2 separate regions of the Mus musculus genome follow, and region 1 is linked to region 2. A link is a contact called in public Hi-C data. All regions are on one chromosome and are shown on one strand. The core of a region is the stretch at or near the end of the contact, and the rest is flanking DNA. Distances in the headings are between cores, read along the strand shown. Region 1 overlaps Khdrbs3 (KH domain containing, RNA binding, signal transduction associated 3). Region 2 overlaps Ccn4 (cellular communication network factor 4).

Region 1 (6,825 bases), core at 1,486-3,985, 2.0 Mb after region 2:
TGTGTGTGTGTGTGTGTGTGTGTGTGTGTGTGTGTGTGTGTGTGGTTTCCCCAGTGAGGCATCTCTGGCTCCAAAATGGAAAGGAGGCAGAGCTTAGAGAGTCAGGCCTGGAACTTCAATTCTTTAGTGCTTAGAAAGGATCTGTTAAGAATAGGGAACAAAATACCCATGAAAGGAGTTACAGAGACAAAGTTTGGAGCTAAGACGAAAGGATGGACTATCCAGAGACTACCCCACCCGGGGATCCATCCCATAATCAGCCACCAAACCCAGACACTGTTGCATATGCCAGAAAAATTTTGCTGAAAGGACCCTGGTATAGCTGTCTTGTATGAGGCTATGCCAGTGCCTGGCAAATACAGAAGTGGATGCTCACAGTCAGCTATTGGATGGAACACAGGGCCCCCAATGGGGAAGCTAGAGAAAGCACCCAAGGAGCTGAAGGGATCTGCAACCCTATAGGTGGAACAACAATATGAACTAACTAGTACCCCCAGAGCTCATATCTCTAGCTTCATATGTAGCAGAAGATGGCCTAGTCGGCCATCACTGGAAGAGAGGCCCCTTGGTCTTGCAAACTTTATATGCCCCAGTACAGAGGAACGCCAGGGCCAAGAAGCAGGAGTGGGTGGGTAGGGGAGCAGGGCGGGGGGGAGGGGGGTATAGGGAACTTTCCGGATAGCATTTGAAATGTAAATAAAGAAAATGTCTAATAATAAAAAAAGAAAGGATGTAAAAGGCTGTTACTCAGTGTTGTTTTTAAATAAAAGTTTGATTATGGTAGAAGCCCACTAGGAATTTCCGTTAGTGATGATGAATTTTTTAAAAGAGGTGTCTGAAAATGTGCTTTAACAGAAAGGCCACCCACTGTGTCCTGAGCTTTCCAGCTACACTAGCATGAGCCTTGGTGGGTGTTCAAGGTGAGGAGTCTTACTTATGTATGCATCCCGAGAGTCAGAGAAAGCGGGCAACGTGGCCTAGAAAGTGTGCTACTGAAACCTTCTCTCAGGGCCTGCTGTGTGAAAGAGCCTGTAGAACCTGCAGACAGAGCTCTTTGTTTTTAATTCTTGGTCACCAAGGAATCAACTGGTTCAGAGTGTATTAGATTCTTACTTAGTTTCTGGTATAATGAGAAAGTCCCTATCCTTCAAAGCCAGGTTCAAAAGGAAGAAAGGGAAGGAAGGCAAGGAAGGAGGGAGTGAGCGAGGGAGGGAATGAGGGAATGCTAACGCACAAGGTTATATTTCCACAATCAATAGCCTTGGCTTTCTTGAAGGGAGCATATTTAAACATATATGACTTGAAATTACTATTGTTGAAGCTGCTGCTTATCCAGGGCCCTTTCTCATTTTCATGATTTATGTATATTGTTTCATTTAATTCTTCTAACATTGTTAAAAGAATATACCATGCCCAGCAGTCCTGGTACACACCTTTGATCCCCACACTCAGGAGGCAGAGGCAGGTAGATCTCTAACTTTGAGGCCAGCCTGGTCTACAGAGTGAGTTCCAGGACAGCCAGAGCTGCACAGAGAAACCCATCTCAATGAAAAAAGAAAAGAAAAAAATGAGGAAGGAAAAGAAAAGAGAAGGGAAGGGAAGGGAAGGGAAGGGAAGGGAAGGGAAAGAAAGAATAGCTCATTTTACAGATGAGAAAACTGATTAGGAGAGTCAGCTAATTAATCAAGGTCACTCTGCCTTGTGCTTTGGAGCCTGGGGTAGTGTGCAAGCAGGCACTGCGACTGCTCTAACTATAGAGCTTAATTAACTGCAAAGCCTTGCACCAGTGATCTGCTGAGCAGAAGAGGTTCCACGTGCTATAGAGGGGCAGACTGTGCCTACCGCCAGTGTGGAGACTGGTGGATGGCATTTCCTTAGGGAGTAGCCATACCCAACCAACAAAGACCAAATGGTGCAGAAAGAATTCTCTGATTATGCAAGGTGACACCCTTCAGATTTGTCCAATTGCTTAACTCCTCAGACACTCAATTTGCCCATTCACAAGTTGAGGACCCAATGCTCTGTTAGTATGATTGGTGGTTCACACACATGTAATATAGAACACACAATAGGTTCTAAAGTATTACTGCCTGCTGTTGTGGACTGTCCCGAGACAGGTGTGTGAGTACTGGTGTCACTTGGCAAACACACTGTGTCTAGTGACCACACACAGATCCTAGCATTATTATGCATGATAATCTTCTGATATGAGGGTGATCTGAGTTTTCCAGCCCTGGAAGTTCTGGCTTAGGAAGCCCCTTTAATTCCATCAGAACCAGCAGCCCTGGTTTTATTTCATTACGCTAGTCAGGGCACAGCACCCTAAGCCTAAATTTAACAAATGAAGTTCCATAAACCTTTTTTTGACCACAGCTTAGAGCGTGTCTGGACACTGCAGCACAAGAGAGCTTGCTCTGAGCTGGGAGGCTGTAAATTTCCATGATTTTCACCAATCGGCTTCTGCTGCTATTTTAAGAGTCTTAATGGTGTTCTGGCATCTTACTGGTGCTCTTCTTTGGCGTGGTAAAGGGCATGGATGTGGGCGAGCAACGTCTTTGATCTCTCCCTTCAGCATAAATCCTACACTTGGGGGTCACTACTGGTTCCAGGTCCCATTGAGAAATTAGAGGGAGTGGGGAGGGGCAGTTTTCATTCTCATTTTCACAGTGGTGTTCTTCTGATCATAATACATAGCTGTGCTCTGCTTTTCTTCCACTAGATGGCGCTCCACATAGCTGAAGATCCTCTTCTGCCCACCTAGCTTAACTCCTGAACTGAAATTAGCACTGATGCACACGCTTGCCTTTCTTTGGGGTTTCATGCATTTCTACTATTTTTTTCCTTCAAATTTAGTCTACTTTTGCCGTCATTTCAGGACACAGAGGCATGTTTTTGTCTAGTTGCTCATGCTTCTGAGTTCCTAAGGGGTGCTGTGCACAGTTGCTAGCTTGCTCTTCACATAGTTCATTTAGTCCTGGTACTACTATGTGAAACGAATTTTGTTCATCTCATTTTACAGATAAAGTAATGGCGGTCACAGGATCAGTTAACTGTTTGAGTCTAGAGAAGGCTCTGTGACCTAATGAAAGACTCTACAAACGCTAGATTGACCACTCTGAGCTAACTAGGATGGTCTGGCTTGTGGCTATGGGCCATTGTGGTCTGTTCCTTCAAAGTGGAATTACAGTTCTCAGAGTTAGTTTGCATTGGGGCATGCATATCAAAGTCTGAGATACACAGCAAGCAACAGTAAGAAAGGTTTGTCAGCTGGTGTGGGGTTTTCTGCCTATTCATGCCTTTTGCTGCTATTGACAAGAGTGAGTTAGAGGGCCTGCCTGTGCCAGGGACAGAGCCACAGGAGGGTTTTAGAAAAACAAACATGCCTCTCTTTTAAGGTGATTTTTTTTAACAGTGCTGAATACTGGATCACTATATCTAGTGACTATAAGAATTCCAAAAATTGATTATCATCAATTAAAATAGTATGTCTTGACATATTTTGAACTACTAAATTGAACTGGGAATATTTAATTCTACTAAACTGAACTGGAACGGTTCTGCCTCTGTTGAGCTCATTTGGTGTCACTGAGACGAAGTGACGGTGCTATCTAACGTGAGGTCTTCCCGTGGTCTTCGCTGCTCCTCCTGTTTTATCTGTGTTTCAGACCCCAGCTCTTTCCCGTTGACCAGTGCAGAATGAATGGTTATAACTGCTTTCTGTGGGAACGGGACTGGATTTTCTTACTGCTCTCGCTTCTTTGTCTCTTCCTTTCAGTCCAGTTGTGCCCAGAGAGCATAAACAGAAGTTAACCACTTAGAAAAATCCCTTGCCTTAGCTCCTACACTGTGTGCAAGCAAGCTAGTTAGCTGAAATAAATGATCCTGGGGTCGGACTCAGTCTATTTTGCAGAACAGGATAGTTAAGTTTTGTGTCAGCATAGTTGGGCTCATGTCTTAGCACTGCCTTTGATGTGTTGTGGTTGTGGCTCAACTCTTCTCCGCCTCAGCCCCCTGTCTGCAAATGGTGATTAAACAGGTTCCGGCGCTCTGGAGTGTTTGTAGCGCCGCTGTGTGATGCTTGTGCGAGGCTCCCTGGCAGGCTGGGTGTGTAGAGAACATAGAGCAAAAACTGCTGCTGCTGTTGTCCTTGCTGTCGCCTTCATTATTGTTTTTAACAAGTAAGTAATCCTCTCAATGATTTCATTTATTTCTTTTGTGTGTGTTTGCATGTGTGACTATAGAATCCATGGGAGGGCATCAAATCTCTTGAAGCTGGTGTAGTGAGCTGCCCAGTGTCGGTGCTGGGAACACAACTCAAGGTTCTTAGCAGGAATAGCGAGAGCGTGCAACCACAGAGCCGTCTCCGGCCTCCTTTCTCTCCTTCCCCCTACATCTTGTCGAATTTTTGGGACCCAGTCTGGGAGGTAAACATTGCTAAGGAACTGTTGCAGAGTGGGTTATATGCTGTGAAGCTCATTCCACTTTTCTCAGGACTGGGTGGCTTTCTTGTTAACGAGGTATGAACCGGATGCTGAGTAGGGTAAGGTCAGTGGCCTGGTGCTGGCAGCATTCAGGCAACTTTGACTTTTCTGTTGTTCCTTATCTTCATGTTCCCTCCTCTAACGCTGTCTTGTAGTTACCTATCTGTCTCTCCTTCCTCCAACTTTCAAAATACATTTTCCCCTATACAGATTTGTTCTGAAATAGTTTTCCACTTACACAGAAGTAAACGGATAGTGCTAAGACTCTTGTTTCACTATCTCCGTGAACTCACCAGTTAGGATTGGCTGTGGTGTCCTACACATGGCGTTGCCCTTTTAGTGTTTATCATCTCTGCATACTTTCTAACTGGAAACGCCTTTTCTTGTAGGCTGTGGAAGCTCACATTTGATGCTGGCCTCTCACTCAATTCCTTACCTGTCTCTGCCACTTGTTCCAATTTTGCCCTGAGGGGTCCAGGTCCAGAGCAACACACAGTGCGTCCAGCTGCCAGGTTTCCAGTGTTTTAATGGAGACAGCCCTTGTCCAGCTGCCAGGTTTCTAGTGTTTTAATGGAGACAGCCCTCTGCCTTCCCCTGCCTCTGAGGACATACCAGTGTTCATGGAAGAGTCTCTGTAACTTTGGGCTCTCTGATTCTCTTGTACTGTTGAGGAGGAGGCAGTACATTCTCTGCACCTGAGAGCACGTGGCCAGGGGCTTCACAGCACCGGTGAGCAGGTTGGTGACTGGTTGAAGTCATGCTGGTGTCTTCCTGAAAAGTAAATTCTCTCCTTTAGTAACACCTGGTGCTTTTCTTGGGCGCTAGTTTAAGACTGAATGTTCCTTTTTTTTTTTTTCAAAGTGTTCCTTACAGACTTTAGCACCCATTCATATTCTGAACAACGTGAAACGTGGCTGTGTGTGTGGTATTTATAAAATGGCAATTTCCTTACTCCTCTACTGCAGCTACATTCATCTATTGGCATTCTACTGAGAGGGGGCCTGTCTTTTGCCCTCCCTCTGCTCCTACTCCTTCCCCCTACCTTCCTTTGTTCAGTTTATCTCATTTATCTTGTCTAGTCATGGATTCTTTTAATCAAGGAGTTATGGACCTTTACGGTATAAACTGATGCTTACATTGTCCCATGTGTGCGTACTGGAAGCCCTTTGCCCTGTACCCTTGGTCCTTTTGATGGGATTATTACATGTGTGTATGACTAGTATGATATATATCCATGGGCTGTATATAACTGGTTGCTATATATCTGTCAGTGTTTTTAACCAAACATGTACAGAAATATTTGAAAAAAATAGGACCTTTATTAAACATGTACACATTTTGTTTTGTAAGTCATCCAGGATTGCATAGTATTAGGTACCACTGTGTACTGTAGTGATCGCTTACTGAATAGAGCACACGAATAGCTTAGTATAAGCAAGCATTATCCTGTTTTATATTCGGGGATTGGGCATCTGTGGATTTGGGTATTTGGGGCAGCATTTTATTCCAGGGCTTATTTTCTGTTGCCTTGTGCTGAAATCAGCCCTGTCCTACACTGTGCCCTGATTTCTTTCATGGTGGAATGTTCCTATAAACTATTGCTTCCAGGCCCCCTTGCTCAGAGGTCTGGGGAGCAGATTGGTGTCTGTAATCGTGTCTCTGTGTCTTCATGCTCAACTTAGGCTTTTTCTGGAAAAACCAAAGGCCAGATATTTTTGAGGTTCTCCTTGCATTAAGCTCCTGTTAGCAGATGAGGAAAGCAGAATACACAGTATGTAAATGGGTGTGTGTGCATTCTGATAAGGCTTTTAAAAGCAATCAGGCTGCTACATTATTAGTCAGCCTACTGCATACTGCTCTCATGTTACAGCCCAAAGACCAGAATTGATAAAAGTGTTGTTTGAGCCTGTCACCCACAGGAGGGGCATAATAGAAGGTACTTGTCCTGAGTTTAAAATTGCTGCGTGCTGTGTCTACTGCAGACAACTCATTTCTTTTATGTTGGTCCTTTCCTGTATCTTGCAACTTGCCAATATACTTGCAAGATGAATGTCTTTTTAAACCATTTTGCATATGTTATTCAGTGTTTTATGTATTATTATATTGGGAAAATAATTTTATAAGCTTATAAGAGTAAGTTTTTGTGGCACAATAAGATGGTGGCCTTCTGTGTGTGGGGTGTGTGTGTGTGTGTGTGTGTGTGTGCACGCACACACGCAGGTCAGAGACCAGAGGTGTAAATCAGGTGTTCTTCTCATCTGTACCGTACATTTTCAGACAGGATCGTTGCCTGAAGCTGGAGTTCGCTGATTCAGGTAAACTGGGTGGCCAGCAGACCTGTGGT
Region 2 (7,490 bases), core at 2,841-5,340:
TTTGCTGTTTCCACTCTGTCATTCACCAGCTCTTTGAGCCAATGAATCCCTTCCTTTCCCAGCCCTCTCCTGTCCCTGTGAAGTAAACAAAGCTCTCCTGATGAAGTCATCACTGGAGACCTGAGTGAGGTCATGGACCAGAAGCTGTGTCAGCGTGTGCCAGCACCTGCTTCCTGGCTATTCGGAGAATGGTAGCAATGGAGAGATAGACGTACATACTTGGGCATACTGCTCCTTGGCCAGATTGCACCAATGTCACCTTGCTGAGACTGTCTTGTTATACATAACAATGGAAACAACAAAGTGTTTCCTAACAAAACAAAATGTGCCAGGAAACACAGAAGTCATTGCTCCTGCCAGGAACTCTGATGCTTACTGCCAGCCACCACTCCCACCAATCCCAGAGACGCGACAGAGTTACTGCAATCAGCAGGCTCTTAACTGTCCCTTCTCTGTGGGCATTCTTGTCCCAGGACCCCTTGCCTACAGTTCCAGATGCTATTCCCAAGGAACACATAGCACCAAGGTTAGAGTCTGACCCAGTGGTTTGCCAAGCCACAAAAGGCCAGCTTGCATAACCAACTACACAGTTATATCTTATGTCTAATGAAGACTGGCCCCAGTCTCAGGTCCTCCAGAGATGATGGAAGATCTCATTATTTCAGACTGAGTACAGAGTGCTGAAAGTCTTCCTTGACTCCTAAGAGTCTTTGCCAATGTGTCTGGAAGCTGAGCTTCCTCATTGCTTTGGTTTGACCCAATCTCTGCTTGGGTCACTGTGATGCCATCCTGTAGCCTTCTCCGGCCTATTGTGTACTTAGTACCACAAGTTTTCTTGTGAAGTATATAATTCATCTCATTCATTCAAGTTACTTATTGAACACCTACTTGTGCCAGGAAGAATTATAGAAACTGACAGTTCCACTTCCTCTAAGACAGAAGGAAGCTATATCTGGTCTTCTCCAACACACCTATTTCTTTCTCTCTTCCTGTCTCTCTTCCACCCCAACCTCCCAAGGTTACTCCATCACCAGGCTCTTACACCTCTAATAGATGTCCTCCCTAGCAGCAAGAATGTCATCAGCTCCTGGGCTGGCTTCCTCTCTTTCTGGTCTTTGCTGAAGGAAGCCCTCTCACATCCATAGGATCTTCCTTACCCACTTGCTCTCAGTCTATAGCCACGTGTACACCCAATACCCTGTTCCCTTATCTCCCAACACTTATCACAGTGGCTGTCACCATCAACAATCACTCCTACAACCACTGAACCATCTTCCCACTATATTGTGAGAACTTCAAGGACCAGTCCATTGTTATTCTGTTCAGCACTGGGTCTCCGGCTCCACAGTCAGTACTGAAGAAGGCAGCCCACTTCGTTCCTGGGTTCTGGTTCCTGTGTATGCCTTCCTCCTTCAGACAGGCATGCACCAGTACCAGTGTTGGCAACACTGTAGGAATAAAGATATCTGAGCTCTAGCACTAAGGTGCTTGACCCTTCCACCCAACATTCAGCATGGTCATCAATGGCTGTCCCCTGATGTCATGGGCACCTTCACAGTACCCTCTCTCCCTTTCTCCCTGTTGCACCCCATCTCTTCACATGACTCTCTCTTTGTCCTTGGGGTGCAGCCAGATGATATGTGGACCAGGCCCTCTTTTCTCATATGAGCGATTTCTTGGCATGGCATCTTAGGCAGAGGGAAACTGCACAGAAGTAGCTTGGCACAGAGCCCATACCTCCTGGCCTGACATGTCTGCTACCTGTGTTTGCAGAGGTGGTCGGTGTGGGCTGTGTCCTGGATGGCGTACGCTACACCAATGGCGAGTCCTTCCAACCCAACTGCAGGTACAACTGTACCTGCATTGATGGCACGGTGGGCTGCACACCGCTGTGCCTAAGCCCCAGGCCCCCACGCCTCTGGTGCCGCCAGCCCCGGCACGTGAGAGTCCCTGGCCAGTGCTGTGAGCAGTGGGTGTGTGATGATGACGCAAGGAGACCACGCCAGACTGCACTGTTGGACACCAGAGCCTTTGGTAAGTGTGGGCAGGGGCAAGTGAAATCCCTGAATATAATAGAGCTCCTAAATTCCAAATGTTCTCTTCATAAATCAAGTCCCCAGGCCATTACTCTCTCCACAACTCACCAGTTATATGGCCTTATGGATATGTTGTCTGGAACCCAAATTTTCCATCTATAAAATCCAAATGACACCATCTTTCCTGCCTACCTTGGGGGGGGGGGGCTTCTCCTAACTTAAAAGCCTGGCATGACATTTTCAGTCCTCTATTATCTTATTAAAGTATCCCAGGGAGTGGGTAGGGACCTAGAAAGAGGAGCAGGTGGCAGTGCCTTGGAAGGAGTAGATGAACTTTCCAGATAACTCAAGGGTTCTACTGCTATGGTCATGTGAGCAGATGAAAATTTATCTAGGTGAGTCTAAGAAGAAGAAGCCCTGTGAGGGAAGACAGGGATGTGATTTATTCACCATTTATTCACAGGTGCACTTGCTCCAAGATATTTGGAAAATATCCAGCTGGTATTTGCAGAGGTAGCCAGATAGGTTTTTGGCTCTAGGTGGCTAGATAGATGAATGAATAGATCACAGATAGATGATGGGTGTATGCTACATCAGCAATATATAGATATATGGATAGATGCTTAGAGGAGAAGTGGTGGGAGAAGGGGAGTGAAATAGATGGATAACTGGATATAAGATGAATGAGTGGGTGGGTGGATGGATGGATGGATGGATGATAGCTAAATCAATGGGTATATGAAGGCATGCATGGAGATGAAATGGTTATAGACTAGATGAAAACAGATATGTGGAATAAGATTCATACATACATACATACATACATACAAATATACATACATAGGTAGATACATAGATAGATGATAGATAATTACAATGGATGGATAGGTGACATATGGGTAGATAAAGGATAAATATGCACAGATGGTGTCTGATTGGATGATGGTGGATATTTATGCATAGTTAGGCTTTTGAACTAGGGCAGAGGGGACAACAGGGAAGAGAGGATAAGGACAAGAAGCAGTGCTGGAGAACACCTCAAGGCCTGGCACCTGTGCTGCGTGTGGCATGGTGGGAGGAATCAGGGTGGCTCCTGGGGCTGGCCACTGCCCAGGAGAGAATACAACAAAGGAACACGTTTAGGGAGAGGATATGAGCAGGTATGAGCAGGCTGAGTTTGAGGAGCGCTCAGAGGGAGAAATGTCCAGTCAGGGCAACCTCACAGAAGGAGTCCCACAGGAAGAGAGCTCTGCTGAGAGCAGCTGCTGGTCTTTAATATGTCCTGGGAGTAGCACACACAGTGAGACGGAGGAGTAGAGGTCTAGGGAGCATGACTTTTGAGGAGTAGACAAGGGAAAAGGAGGCCAGGGACTATGAAGAAACAGAGTCTGGGGAAATGAGGAGAATCCAAGAGAATCTGCCACAGTGGCCACAGAATCCAGACACTGCTAGAGGAAAATGAGTCAGGTGACGCCAAAGGACAGAAGACTGCTTACCACTGGGATTTGGGGTGCTAATGTTTTTAAAATGTTTTTTAAAGTGTGTGGGTTTGCTCAGAGCCTGCGCAGAGCTGTGTTCTTGGCCTTGGTGCCAGCAGCACTAAGGATTAGAAGATTTTTGTTTTATTTTATTTTATTTTATTTTATTTTTGAGGAAAGGGCCATTCCAGGCTTGGCAGTATCCCTAGCCAGCCCTTTTAGATGACAGCAACACATCCTCAAGTTGTGACCATCTGAAACAACTCCAGACCTTAACAAATGTGACTTAGGGGACAAAATCTTCCACATGGAGAAACAATGTGGTAGAGATGAAAGCCAGTAGCAGGGAAGGTTTGGTCCCTGGTAGCTCAGGGAAGCGTGACTGCTCTTCCCACTAAACCTGCCTTCAGTATAGCACAATAGTCCCTGGGTGGTGGAGGGAGGCAGAGGCTGCCTGCCCATTGTGTGTGACCCAGTGACCCAGTTCTTAGCCATCCCAGGCGGAGGCCCTGGAGCCTTATGGAGGAGACCCAGAAACCAAAGCCCTTTATCCTCTCATCCTCCCTGGCAAATCCCTCCCTCCATGCCTGCTACAGGCTCCCAGCCAGCTCATCCCAGACTGTCTGCTTCTGTCCTTGGATGCCTCCATTGCTGTCTCCTTTCTATGTGTGGGTGCCCTCCCTATCTCAAATTCACTCCCAAATTCACTCACCAGCAATGTTTGCAGCATACCTGCAAGTTCCAGGGACTGTATTTCTGTTACCTGAAATAGATTCCTCGTCTGCCTGGTGTGTTTTTCCTCTCTTCCTTCCCCAATGTTTTGATTACGTTGTCTGCCCTTGCTCTCATTCTCTTCTGTCTTTCTTTATCTCTTTGTCTATCCATCTCTGTGTCTCTCTCTGTCTCTCCATCTCTGTGTCTGTCTCTGTCTCTCGTGTGTGTGTGTATGTGTGTGTGTGTGTGTGTGTGTGTGGTTCCTCTCCCTAACCCCTTTCTTCCATTTACTATGAGTGCACAGGTGGGATGTCTGTCTGTCTGTCCCACATTTCTGCAGGCTGTTCTGCCTCACCTACCATCTAATTACCTGTCTCCCTCCATAGCTCACCACTCTCCCCTGCTTACCTCTGGCTAAGTATGCACTGATCAGATGCTACATTCTGTATGTTCATAGGACCAGCAAGGAGCAAATAATACAACTTGTCCATAGTTGAGTAACAGGACCAGCTGCCATGTAGAGGGATTCACTAATCCAAGGACATCTGATGCACTGTCACATGCATGATTCTGTCCTCTCAGACCCCAGACCTGGGAACTCTGTTCTTGTTCTCTTTAACATAGCGGAACTGGGGCCTATAGGTGAGAGCCAGCTCACTGGACCCCACAATTTGCAAACTAGTGCAGTGCAGAGAGATGAACCCAGGGATTGTGACACAGAAGTCTATGGTCTCTTCAGCTGCTATGTTCTGGATTTACTGAGATGGGATGTCAGATACCGGACTCACCTTTGAACTTTCAGATATATACTTCATTTCTGAGGGGCTGTAGGATGGACAGTGTCTTAAAAAAGCAAAAAAACAAAAAACAAAAAAAACAAACAAACAGATCCTGCTCAATGACTTGTAGATGCATGGCATAAACTCAGTCAAAATCTCCACCCTTTCCAGTAGCCCCACAAGGTAGATATCCTTCTAATTCGATGACTGAGGCCCAGTAAGTACTGTGTGAAGGTCCCAGAGCTTGTAGGTGGTCACTGTATTCTTACTTTTCTGGTTGCTGTAACTAAATACCTGAAGAAAGCAATTTACAAGAGAAAGGGCTTATTTTGCTTCGAATTTTAAGAAGGGATGCAGGGGCTAGAGAGATGACTCATGTTTCAAGAGTGCTTGCTGCTCTTCCAAAGAACCTAATTTGGTTCCCAGCACTTATATATAGCTACCTGGTGGTTCACAGTTGCCTGTAATACCAGTTCCACGGGTTCAAATGCCCTCTTCTGGTCTACCCCAGGACAAGCACACACATGGCATTCATACACAGACATAAACACAGACACACAAGTAAAAATAAATGTAAAAATAAAATCTCATGTTAATGAAAACAAAAAGAGATACCATCCATCGTAGTGGGAAAGGTGTCAGTGGCAGGAGATGGTGTCTGGTCATGTGGCATCCAGTCTGGAGAGATGAGTAGTGGTACTCAGCCCACTTTCTCCTTTCTATTCAGTCTGGAACCCCAGTTTATGCCCATAGTTAAAGTGGGTCTTCTCAGTTCTCTTAGCCCAATGTAGAAAATCCTTGCCAGACATCCCCAGAGCTCTGTCTCCTAGGTGGCTCTAGACCCTGTCCAATTTACAGATAATAGTAACCATCATAGAAACCTGGGGTCCACTCAGCTCTAACGATGATTAGATCAATGATTCTTCTGTGATTTTATGTTGCATCACTTGGTCAGAGAAGAAAATGTTAAGGAGGAGAATGTAATCCCCCTACCTAGGTGTGGCTACTAAGTAGAAGGTAGTTAGTCCTCCTGTGGGGAGGAAGAGCCCAATTCTTTCTGTCTGTCTTGTCTAAATTCTTCACCTGTCTATTGGTCTCTGCCTCTTTCTGCGTCTTGTGAATTCTAAATAGCTTTTTTTTCCCATGGTAATGGTGAGGGCTGCCGGAGCTCGTGGAGGCTACAGACTCATAGGTTCTGTGGTATTCCTCTACAGCAGCGTCAGGCGCCGTGGAGCAACGGTATGAGAACTGCATAGCCTACACTAGTCCCTGGAGCCCCTGCTCTACCACCTGTGGCCTAGGTATCTCCACTCGGATCTCTAACGTCAATGCCCGGTGCTGGCCAGAGCAGGAAAGTCGCCTCTGCAACCTGCGGCCATGTGATGTGGACATCCAACTACACATCAAGGTAAGTTCAGGGCAGGGCTAGGCCCCTTAGGAAGGTATAGGCATGGTGAGCATGTATAGCTGACTTGAGCCTGACCACTAAACTTCTTGGGAGTCATTTAAGAAAAGGGGCTTGGCAGGCCTTGGGGCTGCTAGGCTTGTCCAGGATGGATTCCACTGAATGAATGCTTTTGTAGTTGACCATCCTATCAGAAGCAAGGTCACTCCAAGGGGATATCAGGAGCCATCTGGGTTCTTTGTGTTGTGATTCTGAAGGATCTACACCATCTTTCATCCCCTTAGCTTCTTCCCACATCCACCAACACAGGACAGCTACCTGGGCAATGTGAGGACTGTGAACTAGAGCTTGAAACACATGGTGTCAGATGCCGCTCTGCTGTTAGTGTTCACAGGTGTGGCCAGTCTCCGGCTATCATTAAGCTTCAGTTCCTTTCCTGTGAATATAACATTGGTATTAATCCCCGAATCTTCCCCCAGCTTTGAGAGTCTAAGATGATACAAGTACAACATCAAGGACATGTATACTAAACTGCAAAAGAAATGAGTCTTTCCTGTCTAACTCAGTACCCTTCACTCACGCCTTAGTGCTTGACCTACCTGATGATCATATCAAGCAAAGAAAACTTGTCAGGGCTCATCCCTGGCTCTATTTGCGGACGAAGCAGGGTAGGTTCTTCAGATGCTGAGGAAAGGCTGCCAGTTACCAGGACAACCCTGTTTCCCACCACCATCATCAGACATGGGGCTTGCTCCTTATCCTTAACGTAGCACCTTGTCATCTTTGATGGATGCATACTTTCCTTTCTACTCTTCACACTCTGCTGTGCCAACCTTTGGTGCCAGCAGGTCCTTTATGAATGTCTCCTAATTGGAAGTATGGGTGTGAAATACCCAGTATAAGGAACAATAAAACAAGGACCCTAATCTGGGCTCTAAAAATCTATCACAAGTCTGGGCCCTTCGCTAGAAGCTCATGATTCCTCTCCCATCTCCACCATCATCTACCCTGGGTAGGTTTGTTCCCCCGATTGGATAATCTGCAAGCTCTACCCGCACTGGATGTGTTCTGAGCCCAG

What was found. Hi-C and Micro-C count contacts between places; a contact is called where the count stands out from the background.
Region 1: a Hi-C map of rod photoreceptor shows a contact between it and region 2, with 4 times the contacts expected there. A contact is called at or near these places in 1 of 39 promoter capture datasets (hippocampal neurons) and 1 of 484 Hi-C or Micro-C datasets (rod photoreceptor).

The regions. Positions count from the first base shown.
Region 1 is chr15:68,934,721-68,941,545 of GRCm38.p6, forward strand. All of the region lies in intron 1 of Khdrbs3 (KH domain containing, RNA binding, signal transduction associated 3), which reads left to right. Among named protein-coding and RNA genes, the nearest start is that of Khdrbs3, 9.7 kb to the left of the region's middle.
Region 2 is chr15:66,911,056-66,918,545 of GRCm38.p6, forward strand. Ccn4 (cellular communication network factor 4) reads left to right here. Exons shown (of 5, transcript NM_018865.3): 3 at 1,774-2,034; 4 at 6,222-6,415. Among named protein-coding and RNA genes, the nearest start is that of Ccn4, 23 kb to the left of the region's middle.